4 separate regions of the Mus musculus genome follow, and all the other regions are linked to region 3. A link is a contact called in public Hi-C data. All regions are on one chromosome and are shown on one strand. Each heading gives the region's core, a stretch centred on a gene start, on an enhancer-like site or on the middle of the called end of the contact. The rest is flanking DNA. Distances are from core to core; before and after follow the strand shown.

Region 1 (3,240 bases), core at 522-3,021, 210 kb after region 3:
GGTCGGGTTGATCCAATACATGCACAAATGCATGAATGGATGCACAGAAGGGCACATGCACACATTCCTGAATGGGTAGATGAATAGACAGATAAATGGCACTCATATGCACAGATACATCGATGGACGGTTAGAACTATTTAGAAATCTTTTGCTCTTGAATTGTCAAAACGGGCTAAAACTGGATTCCCCTGTAACTGCTGTTTGAAGTCACCGAGGTAGGGCCAGATTTAAAAAGCTCCAGCCAATTTATCCAATATCACAAATGAGTACAAATGACAAAGTTCCCCTAAAGTCCAGAGATCCAGATGGGTGTCTGCTTCTGGCCAAACACGCATGATATATTCTTCTTAATAAAGCCAGCCTCGTGTCCTCAAATTATCCAAGGAATACATTTGCCCACCCACAGCGGTGGGGGAAGCGATTACTTATTAATAAGGCAATAGCTAAATCTAATTATATCCCCATCAGAGGCAGCTGGTAATAAAACCCGGCTGGTCTTCCAGAGCTTGGTGACCTCGCTGACCTCAAATCAAAGTTTAAACCATCCTTCAGCTTCCCCTGCACCCCCAGCACACCTCCCAATTACGAGCACCCTGGTGCCTCTGTCTGCCAGGGGTCAGAGGTCGCCGCATGCACTAGCTGGCTGGGAGCGGGGATGGGACTTTAGAAATCTCATTATCCTGTTAACCATACATTTATCTGACAAGATAAAAGAGACTAGGTGACCAAGCTATCATTAAAGATTAATAGAAAGTATAAAAAATTCAGCTGCAACGAGCATCACTGTTTAGGGCTTGTGATCGGCCTGACAGGGTTATTAATCAGGGAGCCAAAAAGATTTAGGTCTTTGCTCTTGATATTTTTCTATTTTTATTTTCAGGGTTTTTTTTTTTCCCTCCCTTCTGTCTTAAGTCATTACCTTGTCTCCTACCACCTCAAACCGGAGGTCAGAGGAAGCTGCTGTTAATTGGTTCTTCTGTGTTTTTTTTTTTTTTTTTAAATCACAACCCACTGGGCCAATTATAAAATTGCCAGGACTCGGAAGGATGCTAGTGGACTGGGACAGGGATTCAAGCTGCCTCCCTGAGCTGCGCCCCCCTCCTCCAGTGCCAGGCCTGTTTGTTGGCAGGGAAAATCGATATGTTTTTAATTTAATTCAGTCCTGGAAGGCACACCCAAGCCCCAAGACGCCCTCTCCTCATTCGTGATTCCATTTCAATTTTACATGAAAAGATTTTCCAGCCCACGCCTACGGAGGCATCAGAGGGCAGGATCCTCCTCATCATCTTTTTTTTAAGGCATAGGGAATCTTTTTTATTCTTTCTGATACTATCTCTTAGCGCCCACCCACCCCTGCTGCCCTGCATCTCCCCCGCATCCTCCTCCTTTTTGATCATAAATCAATGTCTTTTTCCTGGGCTGCCCTGAGAGACGCCAGCGCCGATGAAAACTGAGCTGATTCTCCACTGCCACCCTAGGCCCAAGGCAAAGAGAAAGGGTGGGGAGAGAGGATGTCCAGAGCCCCCAAAGCTTCCCTGGGCTCACACAAGGCTCAGAAGTCTGTGCTGGGAGCCATGCTGGCCAAAGCTCTGCAGGGTTCTGGGATCAAGTGCCCAGAACTGAGCCCTGGGATGTTGGTGCAGTTTTCCAGAATTCTCCACTGCTGCCTAGTGACATCAGGAGATTCGACTAGGCTGGCTGAGCTACTGCCTAAGTTGGATAATGGGGACCCACCCCCTCGCTCTGTGACAGGCTGTTTGAAGATCAAATGGAATCCCTAAGAGCAGTAGTCTATTGTAATCGCTTCCTGCTGCATTTCCGTTTCCTCCCCCAAGCCGTTAAAGCTAATCTGATAGATCAATTAAGGGTAAAATGTGATTGGCTGACCTCTGGATAGCTGCCAGAGTTCAAGGACAACATTTTATTCCAGTGTAAGCGTTGTGCCCATCACCCACCAACATGTCCTCCCTCCAAAGCAATGATTCGCGTGCATCTTCCCAATAGGAGGAGCTGTTCTTGCCTCCAGGAGCACAGCTTATATACTAGGGGATAAACCAGGGAATGTTCTCATTAGGGTCAAAGGTCAGAGTTGAGCACATAAGGCTCAGGATCCAGTCCAGGAAGCCAAGGTATATGGAATAGAATGGGGAAAAAAAATAGGAAAAAAAAAAGCTCAGGATGGAAAGAGGAGTTCAGGCTAGGTCAGAAGTGGCTCAGGCTGTGCAGTGAGAGAAGTCCTTCAGACCTTGAAAAAGATTGTGTCTGCAGCTCCGAGGCTCAGGGCCAGACCTGATGGTTTCTGGGTCTGGCAGCTCTAGACACTGTAAATCAATCTGTCAGTCCAGAGCTGGTGAGCGTGGCGTGGAAAGAATGCTTCCTTCCTCTGGAAAACCACACAGGTGGGGAAGAGGGAAAGTAGGTTGTGGGAAAGACGTTGAGCAGGAGAGCAGCATGGGAAGAGCAGCACTGGGAAACGTCACATTTCTGGACACAAACTTCCAGTGACGTCATGCTGAAAACAGGGAAAGGAAGAGGGAGGGATGGACCTAGAAGCCCTAGGGAGGGTGGCCATGCACCTGTCCAGGGAGGACTCAGCCAAGGCCATGCTGGGACAGTGACACTAGAGGATAGCAGGCCTAGGGAGAGCTGGATGTGGCAGCAGATCCGCTGACTGAGTGACTCCATTTTACACCATCATCTCAGACAAAGATCTATCCCTGCCTCGAAGGAGATGGGGATGCACGGGGCTGGACAAGCAGGAGCTGGGGTGTCGGGGTGCCCAGTGTCAGGACACCACAGCTGCTTCTCACCTTTCTCCCCCACCTCCTCACACTGGCCCCAACTGAAAACATGTGGGATTTATTTTGGAAGTTCTATTGGCTAGTGACTTACTAAGGTGTGTCTCGGGGTCATAATTACAGATGAAGATGTTCCCTTAAGCATTAGGGCTCTTGTTGGAAGACTGAGCATCAGAAAACAGAAGCTGAGATAGACATGTGAGCAGACCTCACAGAGAGACAGCGTCATCAGCTACCTCCAATACCTGGAGGACTCTGGAGCCAAGAAAGGCATCCTGGGATGGAATGTGCATCCTGGGGGCTGTGGGTGCATGTGTATAGATTTTGTCTGTTTTTTGTGTTGAAGAGAGTAAAGCAGAAGTGTCTATAAAGAGCCTACTGTGTCTTCTATAAAGAGCCTACTGTGTCTAGGTAGGTGCTTTGCTCATGCTCTTACATA
Region 2 (3,428 bases), core at 66-2,565, 160 kb before region 3:
ATAGAAAGTAAAAGCTGTGCTAGGATGTAGCTGTGTGGCACTTGTGGATCAGGAGCTAATGGTCAGCACTCACAGAGTGAATTCAAGGCCTGCATGGATTGCAGGAGACCGTCTCAAAAACAAAACTAAACAAAAACAGAAAAAACAGAGAAAGTGGGGTGGGCCAGGGAGAGAAGGGTAAACCCTGCTACAGGGAAGAGTGGAAAACGCATCAGGTGACCTCTGACTTCTGAGCTCATCACTGTAGAGCAGAGCTCCCAGGCTCTGGGCAAATATGGAAAGGAGCCATGTGGAGCTTGCATGTGATCCTGTCTGCTGGCCTCCAGCCCACTGCTTCTCATATTAGGGTGACCAGGATCTGCCCCACAGGACCATGGCCTGGCACAGAGATTCATATCCTTTCTTTCCTCCATTGTCCCCTGGGGGTAATCCCTACCAGTCTCTGGTGACTGCTCTGTCCCTTGTCATCACTGAGTCTCTGGATGTAATGAAGTGGCATCAGCTATTGGTATAGTGTCAGAGCTGAAAGGACACCTTAAAAAGATCCTCTCACCCTCCCCGACAGATGGAACAGCAAATTATGTAGGGCCCTCCCTGTCTTAGTTTCTTTTCCTGTGACTTTGATTAAAAAATAGAAACTCTGAAAAAAGCAATGTAAAGGAAAAGGGCTTTATTTCAGCTTACAGTTTCAGGTTATAGTTCACGATGACAAAAGAGACATGAAGAAGCCGGAGTGGCAGCTGGTCACACTGTATCTACAGTCAGGAAGCAGAGAGCAATGGATGCTAGTCACACTGTACCTGCAGTCAGGAAGCAATGGAGGCTGGGGCTCAGCTCACTTTCTCCTTTTTATAGAGTCCGGGATCCTAGCTCATGGGAATGGTACCACCCACAGTGGGCAGGGTTTTCCATCTCAATTAGCCTAATCAACAGAATTCCCCTTAGTCATGCCCAGAGGCCCATCCCAGGTGATTCTAGATTCTGTCAAGTTGTCAACTGAGATTAACCATCACAGCTGCGCTCCAACTCAGCCAGCGGCAGCAGAACTCGGGGATGCTCATTACCCCTGGTTTCCTGGAAGAGATAAACCTTAAGCTCTTGCTTCTCTGTGTAGAGGGGGTCTGGAGAAAGTGCGGAGGGAGAAATGCCTAATGTTTCAGAGCAGAGTCATTTGTCATTTGCATGCTGAGTGCCCTACCCTAAGCAGGCTCAGCAAGAGGTTGCAGCTGGGCAGCCAGCCTTCCAGCTGTGTGAAGTAGGAGGGGGCGGGACACACAGCCTCTGAGCCTAGGCTGACAGCTCTGGAGAGTGCCCCTCCCACAGCAGAGTTGGTGCAATAGGTCTTGTGATGAGGACTCACTCAGACTTCACTACAGCAGTATGGGGGAGAGCAGCAACTGTAACTCCTCTCATGTTTTTTAAAGTCTGAAAAGCTGGGCAGTCTGAGCATGTCTTTAGTCCCAGTACTTGAGAGGCAAAGGCAGGCAGATTCCCCTGGTCTACAGAGCGAGTTCCAGGATAGCCAGGGCTGCACGGAGAAACCCTGTCTCAAAAACAAAACAAAGCAAAGCAAAGCAAAGCAAAGCAAAGCAAAGCAAAGCAAAGCAAAGCAAAGCAAAGCAAAGCAAAGCAAAGCAAAGCAAAGCAAAGCAGAACAGACATCTAAAGGCTGACTCTGTAGCTCAGAGAGTATGTGCCTAGCATCCCCCTGCACCCCCAGCATGGCATAAATCCAAGGTAATGGTACATGCCTATGATCTTGGCACTTGGAAGGTAGAGGAACAGAGATGTTAGAGTCATCCTTGGCTACATAGTGAGTTCAAGAATAGCCTGGGCTAGAGATTCTATTTTTTTTTAAATGAATTTTTTTTTTTTTTAAAGCCATGAACTCTGAAAGAATACCAAAATGAAGAGGACAGCAGTTTGACTATAACCCTGTGTCTGGGACACAGTGGCCTCTATCATTGTCACTCTTTTTCTTCTTGTTTATCTATATCTCCCCAATTCTCCACAGTCTGAATTCATTGTCATTTCAAATTGATAATACAGTAAAGCACAAGGTATGCACACACTGTGGGGATAGCCACCTCCATACTGGGGAAGAAAACTGAAGGCGGGCAAAGCCCGGGACTCAAGTCTGAGGCCCGGAGGGAGGCAATGCCCCCTCTGTGAGTAGTGCAGATCCCTGCCTGGACCGCCCAGCTCACTGGCTTGTTCCGGCTGTGCCTGGCTCAGACAATGTGAATGCACAATCATTCATTATAACTCAATTACAGTGATTAAAGCTGGTGGCATGCAGAGGCAGGAGGGAGTGTTGCCAACAAAATTTACACTCCGTGTCATCAGCAAGAGATAACAGCAGCTGACAGCCCGCTGCCTCCCCTGCCATCTGCTCAGCCTGGCCGCCTGAGGGGCAAGAGCAGCCGCTGTGCTCACGGTGGCCTAGAGTGCTGAGATGAGCCGCCTTGGGGCTGGGCTAGGACTTGAGCGGGGTGCCCATGGGTGTAAGGCAAATGGGGGCCTGGGCCCCTCCACACAGCTGATCTGACATCCAGCATGCAGAATGGGGTTGTGGTAGAGCAGAACTAAGGCTGTTCTGGGGTTTTTGTCTATGGTGGCACAGGTTGGCTTTCTGAGATCTGGTTTCCCCTCCATGTTCTAGGAGGGAAACTGAGGCACAGATACACAAAGGACAAATCAATTAAGACAGTCATCTGGGACAGAGTCGTAGCTCAGACCCTCCCCATCACCCCCTCTTGTTTACATGGAGGCTGAGCGGTGTGGGAAGTTAGGCCATACTTAGCTTCAGAGAGGTGGAGCCAAGATCAAGTCATTCACCATGGGACCCAGAATAAGTCAATGATAATAGTCGAGGGGCCTGTGAGGTGATGCAGGGGCGCTAAGCCCAGACTGTGTGATGGAGAGAGAGGAATATGGCAATTGTCCCAGATATGAGGAGACTCAGGTCATGGCTACCAGGCGGGACTGGGAGGACAAAGGGAGGCAAAGGTCAGAGGTGAGGTCTGTGCCATGAATCTGAGATGGGTGAATAACAGAACTGCTTCTCTTAATGTAGGGTGACAGTGACCCAGGCCACCAAGGACTTGGGACCTGCAGCTCTGAGTCTGGCGGCAACAGGACTCCTGTGCACTGGCCCAGCAGATAGACTGGTCCCTAAGGGCCTTTGCTGAGCTCCATGGACTCATGCATGATGCATCATGTGACATAGTAGGTAAAGGGAGGAGGGCCCTTCTTCCCTTGCTTGTTTCAGAATACTTTTTTCTATGTTTTTATTTATTTATTTATTTAGAAACAGGGTCTCAAGCAGCCCTTGTTGTCTTCTTGCTAAGTAACCCAGGCTGGCTTTAAATGTATGATCCTCCTGCTTCCAACTCCCAAGAGAAGAAGTATAGACGGATGTCACAACA
Region 3 (3,691 bases), core at 656-3,155:
GGTCGTCCATTCCCTTCCTCTCTGACTGTCAGTTTCCTCAATCTGGAAAAATTAAGGGATATAGATTAGATGGTTCCTTCTGAGGGAAGCCTGAGGGACCTTGCTGGTAACCGCACCATCATCTGATTAGTGTTCAATTTAAAGCAGTTAATAGACAGCTGGAACTTTGCAAGGCTGGCCAATTACTAGGCGCGGCTGGAGAGCACAGTGCCAGAGAGCACGCTGGGTCCTTGGGGACCAGTCTATATATCAGGGTGTCATCAGCCACTCCAGGGACCTGCAGTATGAATAGCATTGCCGGAGGTTTCGCGCAATGCAAAACAAAGGGAGCTCTCCCGCAGCAGCTCTCTAGGGAAGTAGGACACTCAGAGGCAATTTCCTGGAGTCCCCACCAGGCCCTGGGAAAGCTGAGCAGTGGTCTGGGAGCCTGGCAGAAGGCTGTCCCTCCTCCCTCATCACCTTTCCCTGGGCTCTGCCTGCTGCCTGCTGACAGGACCCAATTAGCATCCTTCTGAGAGGCTGGCAAAGCAAACAAAGAGGAGAGGGATCCCCAGGAGAGAAGACCCTGACAGTGCAGGTCCTGAAGGCCCGAACACAGGCCTTGGACTCAGCCCAGCCTGGAATCCCAGAGCTCCACTTTGCAAGCCCTGTGACTCAAGATAGCGCAGTGGCTTGTTGGAGAAGCAGGTCTGTTTGGGCTTCAAAATTAAGTAAGAATGAGATTTATGAAAGCCATTGAAAGGACGAAAATACGGAATTCACTGGGACCTCCCTGGCGCCAGGCTGCAGATATAATCTGTAGCTCAGGGCATGGGGGGGGGGGGAGGTACTGAGTCTGGGATCTGTGTTTAAGTCTCTGCGACTGGCTGGTGCACCCCTGAAGACGAGTCTCACCTCTCTTGGTGTCTTCATCTGTATCCTGAAAACACTTACAGTGTTTCCCCCAAAGGAATGAAAGAGAAAAGTGAAACTGCCTGGCTGGGAGGGGGGTGGGACTGTGACTCAGAGAGGGTGGCACTACTTTTCTCAGCGCCCAAGTGACTGCCTCAGGTGTGTGTCACCATGCCACCTTGGGACAGCCTGACCAGGTTTAGAGGGGTGGCACTTCCAAGTCCTGGATGACCCACAGCAGCCCGCCTGCCCAGCGGTTAGCTCAGGAAAGCCTCAAATTATACAATTTATGAAACTCGATCCAGTTTTCCGTCTGGAACGTGTGATTAGAAAGATTACACATTGCCTGTTGCAATTATGGTAATGTTGATGTGTGGACAGATAACTGGCAGCGGAGCTGTTCTCAGCCATCTATTTATAGGCTCGGATTCTTGCTATCTCAAGGCAGACATATGGGCCATGAAGGCAGGCGACAAAAAAAAAAAAAAAAAAAAAAAAAAAAAAAAAGCCAGGAGGGGGAGCGTGAGCCTCCCTCGGAATGAAAAGACACCAAAGGAAGCCGTAATTAGGGCTGGGACTGGCTTATGTAAATCAGGTAATACTTTCAAAACAGACACGAGATCCGGTTTTAATAAAGCACATTGGAACAAATGGCGGAATAATGACTTTAATAAATCTAAATACAAATATTTTGTTTCGTCTCCAAAATGAACAGCCCTGGCATCTGCCGAGCTTGGGCCCGGGCGAGGGGCGGCGCTCAGTGTTACTGCATTCTTACGCTCCCTCAGCAGGCTTGAGGATTTTAATTTTTAGCCTTCTGCTAAATTACACGGGCTGTCAGTCAACTGTGGGAGATATTTTGAGTAGCGAGATTTATACAAACACACAGAGCACACTCAGAAGGCTCTGCACAATATCTTTTACACCAACCCAGCATGTAAATCACAGGTTGTTCCGGGCCTTGAATTACAGCTTTTCTGGAGATAGACTGCAGAGACATCATTCACCAGTAGGAGGGATCTGGTGGCACTTTCTCGATGCCCTTCTCACCCCAGTGTGAATCAGAGGCTGACTAGGAGAGTGTTCTTTTGCACTTCCCACCCCAGCTCTGCTGCCTGCGCCTGCGGTTGTTGATCCATGAGGCAAAGAGGCTGCCCGTGTGTGCTCTGATTAGTTAAATAATGTTGTCCTGGACACAGACCGATCTCTTCAAGTGAATAAGACTAGGCATGATGGCTCGTGCCTATAATTCTAGCACTTGGGAAGCAGAGGCTAGGTGCTAGAGGATCTCAAGTTGGAGTTCAGGCTGTGATATAAGTGAGTTTAAGGGCAGCCTGGACGACTTCTTGTATGCTGATGGACAGCTCTGCGGTAGGCAGTCCTGTGAGCATCACTTCCTCTGGTCTTCACTATACCTAAACACCCATGCTTCACTCACTGACATTTTATGTGATATATTGTTCTTCTTTACTTAATAGAACTAGGTTTTGTTTTATGTATGTATTTCTCATGCTATTTTAAACTACTGTCCTCAAGTCTATGGATTCTTTTTTTCAACAGTTTTTTTTTTCTTCTTCTTCTTCTTTTTTTTGTTCTTCAAGACAGGGTTTCTCTGTGTAGCTCTGGCTGTCCTGGAACTCACTCTGTAGACCACGTTGGCCTTGAACTCAGAAATCCACCTGCCTCTACCTCCCAAGTGCTGGGATTAAAGGTGTGCCTCACCACTGCCCCGCCAAATCTATGGATTCTTAATATAAAGGCAACACACATTTCAAATATGTCTCTACCCACAAGGTTTTGAGTGGTCCAATGATTCCGCTTACGGAAGTTTGTTCCTCAGAGTAGTAATGTTGGAAGGTGATGGAACCTTCAAGAAGCGGGGCCTCCAGAGGTAATTTATTAGGTTATTAGGTCCTGGAAAGGGTCTAATGGCATCCTCATGGAGTTAGTTCTCTAGAGAGGACATTCTTAGAAAAAGAACAGGACCACCCACTCCACTCCTTAGCTTTCTGATTTGCCACTCAGGCTCTCTGTCTTGCATGCACTCTCGCCATGACACCCTTTGCCATGATGATATAGCCAGGGAAGCCCGGGACAGAACCCTCATCATGCTGGTTGTACTTCCTAAGTATACTTCTTCTCTGTGTATATTACTCCCCTCCCCCACCCCAGGTATATTGTAGCAATGGAAAAAAAAAGCCCAATACTACACACATGGGAACTAGGATTAATGGCCTGTATTTGGGAAGAGCTAGCCTTTATTCTGTCACATTTTGTTTTGTGTTTTTAAACAGACAAAGGTTGTGATGGCAATGTTCTTAAGCAGCCAAAATAGAAATCTGGTGACCTTATGCCACTCTCGTAGAGGCCTGTGAAATCCAGCAGCCAGGCCTCACTCACCCATATCCTCATGTGATTAGAGTTTCTGCACTGCAGGGCAGGGCTGAAGGCATTCAGCTGTTTCTCCTCACCTACATCTATTCACAATCCCCTCTCTACTCATTTCTTCTCTCTTGTTTAACCAGTTCTTTATACATTTGTATAACTGTCCATGCATCCATCTCTCCACCTATCATTCCATTAATCCACCCATCCACTATGCATGCACGCATCCACCCACCCACTTATCCTTCCATTCATCCACACACCCATTAATCCCAGCCACCTGCCCACTCATCTATCCATCTATTCACCCATCTATCTATCCACCCATCCACTCATCCACTATACATCCATTCATCTACCCACCCATCTATCCACCCATCCATCCACCCATCCTTCCATTCATCCTTCCACTCAC
Region 4 (3,778 bases), core at 289-2,788, 170 kb after region 3:
TCAAGGCCAGCCTGGTCTACAAAGTGAGTTCCAGGACAGCCAGAGCTACACAGAGAAACCCTGTCTCGAAAAACCAAACCAAACCAAACCAAACCAAAAAAAAAAATATATAGTTGAAACAAAATTTACTATTCAGACACTCAATTTTCAGCTCAAAGTTCAGAAAGGCAACATCACAGTTAGTGACCATTACAAAATCAAATGTTTATGTGTATGATGGGCATGGGTGTTTTGCCCAAATGTGTGTCTGTGCACTGTGTAGGTACCTAGTGTCTGAGGCCAGAAGAGGGCATCAAATCCTTTGGAACTGAGACTAGAGATGGGTATGAGCAGCTGGGGATAGAATCTGGGATCCTGGAAGAGCACTCAGCTCTCTTAACTGCAGAGCCACCTCTTCCAGCACCTGGTGGCCATTTTTTAAAAAGTGACCACAAAATAAATCCCCATCAGCAAGCAAGATTCACTTACATGCACCCACACGAGATGAGAGCCAGTTATTAATAAGATTAATTTATATGTACCCACATGAAATGAGAGCCAGCTATTAATAAGCTAACTTGTGTGCATCTTAATATTATTTCTGTGAAAAAAGCACATATGTTCTTAAATGCAGTCAATAAATAAATCAAGAAAGTACACAGATGCATCCACTGAGGACTTCCCTGGGAAGGAACTGGTGCCGCAAAGTGGGGGGACACCACAAGAACTTTAATCTCATGCTTTCTTCACGCTATCTTATCTTTTTATGAGTGTGATTTAGTTTTGGAATTAAAAGTTTCAAAAACAAAATCAGCTCATCCCACTCCTTTGTTCCGAGCCATTCTCTGAGTCATCTCTGCTCACGAGAGCATGGTTCTTAGTTTGGCAGGCAGAGCGCTCCGTGCTCCACTTTAGTTCAGCAGCCTGCTCAGTCTCTATGGGGGCACTGTTTCCACGGGGGTCTCCTGGTTCATTCTCACAGCCTCCTGTGAAGTGAGCCCAGAGGCCTACCTGCCGCTGCAGCCCTAGTGCCAGACGCAGAGTCTGGCCCGTGGTGAGTGCCCCAGCATCAATAGCAGAGTTACCAGAACACCTCACATCACTTTCTATTGCCAACCTCAGATTCTGAGTAATCTCACCTTTCGGATCCACCCTGTGAGGGCACAACCATCAAATGAGGAAGTGGGAAGAGAGAACGAGATGCAAGGATGATAGAGACAACAGCCCTACCCTTGTGGCTGTGGAAGCTGAAGGTCTTAATTATGGGAAATAGAGCTTCCTAACCAGGCCACGTCTCCTGGGCATCTGCCGAGCACGACATGGCTAGAGAGGGTCACACCAGGATGACCTGGGGCCTGTGTGGCCAGGCTTTCCTGTTTGCTCTGACATTCTCCCTTGTCCTGCATTTCTAAAGACCCCCTGTGAGGCCTCTAGCCACTAAGATCTCTGGATATTAGCCACAGGCTTCTCTTCTTTCCTCCTTAAATACAATTCCAGAATCTTCTTTGTCCCTATTCCAAATTCTATTGCCAAATCTAGAATCTGGGAGAACAGCACTCAATCCAAGGGCATCTTTGCTTAAACAGAGTGACTTTCCCATGGCAGTGAGCAGAAATTTCTGCGTGTCTGTCCATTCTCTTGTTTTCTCCATGGATACAAGGTGTAACTGACTAACTGACCACAGCAGCTCACAGTGCTAACCACTGAGCAACAGCATTTGATGAGCTGAGTTGTGTGGCTAGCTTGCTACCACCAGGCCCCAAGTCCTGAGCCCCAAAGGAAAGGGAAAAGGTAAATGCTTTCCATATACATCCTCCCTCAGTTGAAAGGCTGAGAGCGCCCAGACCACAATTGGAGTGATGGCCTTAGCCCAATACAGACAGAAGATCCCCAGCTAGGGCCTATGTCTTGAGCTGCACTGGCTGACTGCTGCTTCTAGGCGACTCTTCTCACTACTTCAGACCATACTCCTGGGAATACTAAGGAAGAAGGATTGTGGGAATGTCACAGAGATGTACAGACAGAGGCGGGAGTAAGGTTTCAAGACCTAATAATTTATGGACATAGAAATCTAGATGCTCGGGAGGAAGACATTTAATAAATCCATCCCCGTCAATACTATACAAGACCGGATTAGAAGCTGTCCCTCCAGAGAAGTATGGGGCAGGGACCACCTGGGGGCTTGATTGCTAGGGATCAAATGAAGAAAGTCTCAGGCACGAGGCACACCAGGGCCAGGTGGGGAGCCTGGGAAAATGACCAAGAACGGGACATCAGGACTAGAACATGTTAGTAACAGGAAACAACTCGGTCTTTTCAGATAACACTGCGACAGACAGAAGAACACAGCGGAAGTTAACAAGTGCCTCTTCCAGCACAGTATCTCCCTCTGAAGCTTCCCACCCCTTCAGAGGACAACTGTGCAGAAGCCCACAGTGGGCCTCTGTAACAGCCAGTCCCAGTGCCTAGGTAAACCAAGCACCAGGCTGAGCATGCCTGGGCACCTTCTTGTCATGTCTTATTTACCATGAGCAGTGAAACAAGGGCTCTTGCCATTCCTACCTGTTGGGTGTGAAACAGAACCCACAATGTTGAACGACTTACCCAAGGTCACACGGCCAGCCAGAGAGGAGGTGCTAACTCAGATGCATTCAGGTGTGTTGGAGAGACACGCTCCCCACGTGATCATGTCTGAAAGGTGAAAGGCCCTGGTAGGAATCAAGAAGATGACAGTATAAACGTGCAGATTGGCAGCCTAGACAGGCTTGAGGGACATCTAACCCAGCAAGGTCATGAATGTTAGCATTGTAAGGTCAAGACAGAGCATGGTTGCTTATATTCTCACATCAGCTCTTTTGAAAAGGGACTAAAAAGTTCAGAAAGGTATGGGTTGAGGTAGGGGATTCGTTGCCAGTGATTCTCAGGCCCGTTCCACATTAGGCTATATAGTTGTCACTTTGGGGGTTAGAGACAAAAGTGGCACGTAATCAGAGGCTGTGGAAGATGCTGAGGACTCCAGAGGTTGGCATGGAGGCAGGTGGACTCTCCATTTGCAGAGGAGATGAGCTCTGCCTCTAATGCATCTTTGCAACATCAATGCATCCCTGAAAGTGTTCCAACTCAATCCAGGATGTTCCCTCTGGCTCCCTGAAGTCATGCCTGCTGTCCCCACATTGAAACACGTAGCTTACATAGACAGCGCCGTTACCTCCCACCTCTGAACACAGTTGGAACCGCTCACAAAAGACTTGCCAAAGACATGGGTTGACCTGTTCCTAAGATACAGGGTACAAAGGCAGCTGTCTATGCAAGTTCACAAATGGCTCCCAAGGGGTCTTGGCTGGACTTAGGGCCCTACATCTGACTGGTGGTTGAACATGACACACATTTACAACATGGAGGGAGATGGCAGGACATCACACTCTCAACACTGTGACAAGGCAGTGTCAGAGTTCGGGCACGGCCTCAGTATTCACACAAAACCCAACTTGCACTTGGAACAGACAAGAGCTTCTCATCCTTGCGAACAGCCCCGTTCTCCCAGACCTCCCTTCCCAGTTTCTTAAAGACTAGTCTCCATGCCAACTTAAATATTGCATTTGGTTGGGAGAGAAGAAACCGCGAGCCCAGAATGGAAGTCAAATTATTCCACAAATATTGCTTATTTAAATAACATTTTTAAAAATACATCATGTTCAGTGGTGAAGAACTACTAAATTATTGAATTCCCCGAAGCATCCTACAGGCTTTCAAGTGGCTCATGAAGCCCTATAAAAGAACGTGATAAATAGTCAAAAAG

What was found. Hi-C and Micro-C count contacts between places; a contact is called where the count stands out from the background.
Region 1: a Hi-C map of the N1E-115 cell line shows a contact between it and region 3, with 6 times the contacts expected there. The contact joins two enhancer-like sites. A contact is called at or near these places in 1 of 15 datasets of contacts at CTCF or cohesin (large pre-B cells), 43 of 484 Hi-C or Micro-C datasets (B cells, the C2C12 cell line, the CH12 cell line and 29 more), 14 of 115 datasets of contacts at active chromatin or transcription factors (T-cell acute lymphoblastic leukemia, bone marrow-derived dendritic cells, bone marrow-derived macrophages and 7 more) and 1 of 9 other capture datasets (embryonic stem cells).
Region 2: a contact with region 3 is called in a Hi-C map of the N1E-115 cell line, with 3 times the contacts expected there. The contact joins two enhancer-like sites. A contact is called at or near these places in 4 of 484 Hi-C or Micro-C datasets (the G1E-ER4 cell line, the N1E-115 cell line, olfactory sensory neurons and 1 more) and 3 of 115 datasets of contacts at active chromatin or transcription factors (embryonic stem cells, fibro-adipogenic progenitors and pancreatic cancer cells).
Region 4: a Hi-C map of cortical neurons shows a contact between it and region 3, with 1.7 times the contacts expected there. The contact joins the promoter of 4933433G08Rik here to the enhancer-like site in region 3. A contact is called at or near these places in 2 of 15 datasets of contacts at CTCF or cohesin (large pre-B cells and pro-B cells), 9 of 484 Hi-C or Micro-C datasets (the N1E-115 cell line, bone marrow-derived macrophages, cerebellar granule neurons and 5 more) and 4 of 115 datasets of contacts at active chromatin or transcription factors (embryonic basal ganglia, embryonic stem cells and large pre-B cells).

Annotation. Positions count from the first base shown.
Region 1 is chr9:61,068,377-61,071,616 of GRCm38.p6, reverse strand. No RefSeq gene overlaps it. Among named protein-coding and RNA genes, the nearest start is that of Gm34004, 12 kb to the left of the region's middle. Within about 2 kb of position 1,771, at least 12 of the 459 cell types and tissues checked have an H3K27ac peak or open chromatin away from gene starts, as enhancers often do. A contact at or near this core is called in the N1E-115 cell line and T-cell acute lymphoblastic leukemia, where this site is marked.
Region 2 is chr9:61,433,153-61,436,580 of GRCm38.p6, reverse strand. No RefSeq gene overlaps it. Among named protein-coding and RNA genes, the nearest start is that of Gm34322, 7.8 kb to the left of the region's middle. Within about 2 kb of position 1,315, at least 131 of the 459 cell types and tissues checked have an H3K27ac peak or open chromatin away from gene starts, as enhancers often do. A contact at or near this core is called in the N1E-115 cell line and uterus, where this site is marked.
Region 3 is chr9:61,276,020-61,279,710 of GRCm38.p6, reverse strand. All of the region lies in intron 3 of B930092H01Rik (RIKEN cDNA B930092H01 gene), which reads left to right. Among named protein-coding and RNA genes, the nearest start is that of Gm51681, 5.7 kb to the left of the region's middle. Within about 2 kb of position 1,905, at least 130 of the 459 cell types and tissues checked have an H3K27ac peak or open chromatin away from gene starts, as enhancers often do. A contact at or near this core is called in the N1E-115 cell line, T-cell acute lymphoblastic leukemia, bone marrow-derived macrophages and 5 more, where this site is marked.
Region 4 is chr9:61,103,146-61,106,923 of GRCm38.p6, reverse strand. 4933433G08Rik (RIKEN cDNA 4933433G08 gene) reads left to right here and starts at 1,538. Exons shown (of 2, transcript NR_105026.1): 1 at 1,538-1,770; 2 at 2,300-3,778. The region is part of intron 2 of Gm34004 (a long non-coding RNA gene); the gene reads right to left.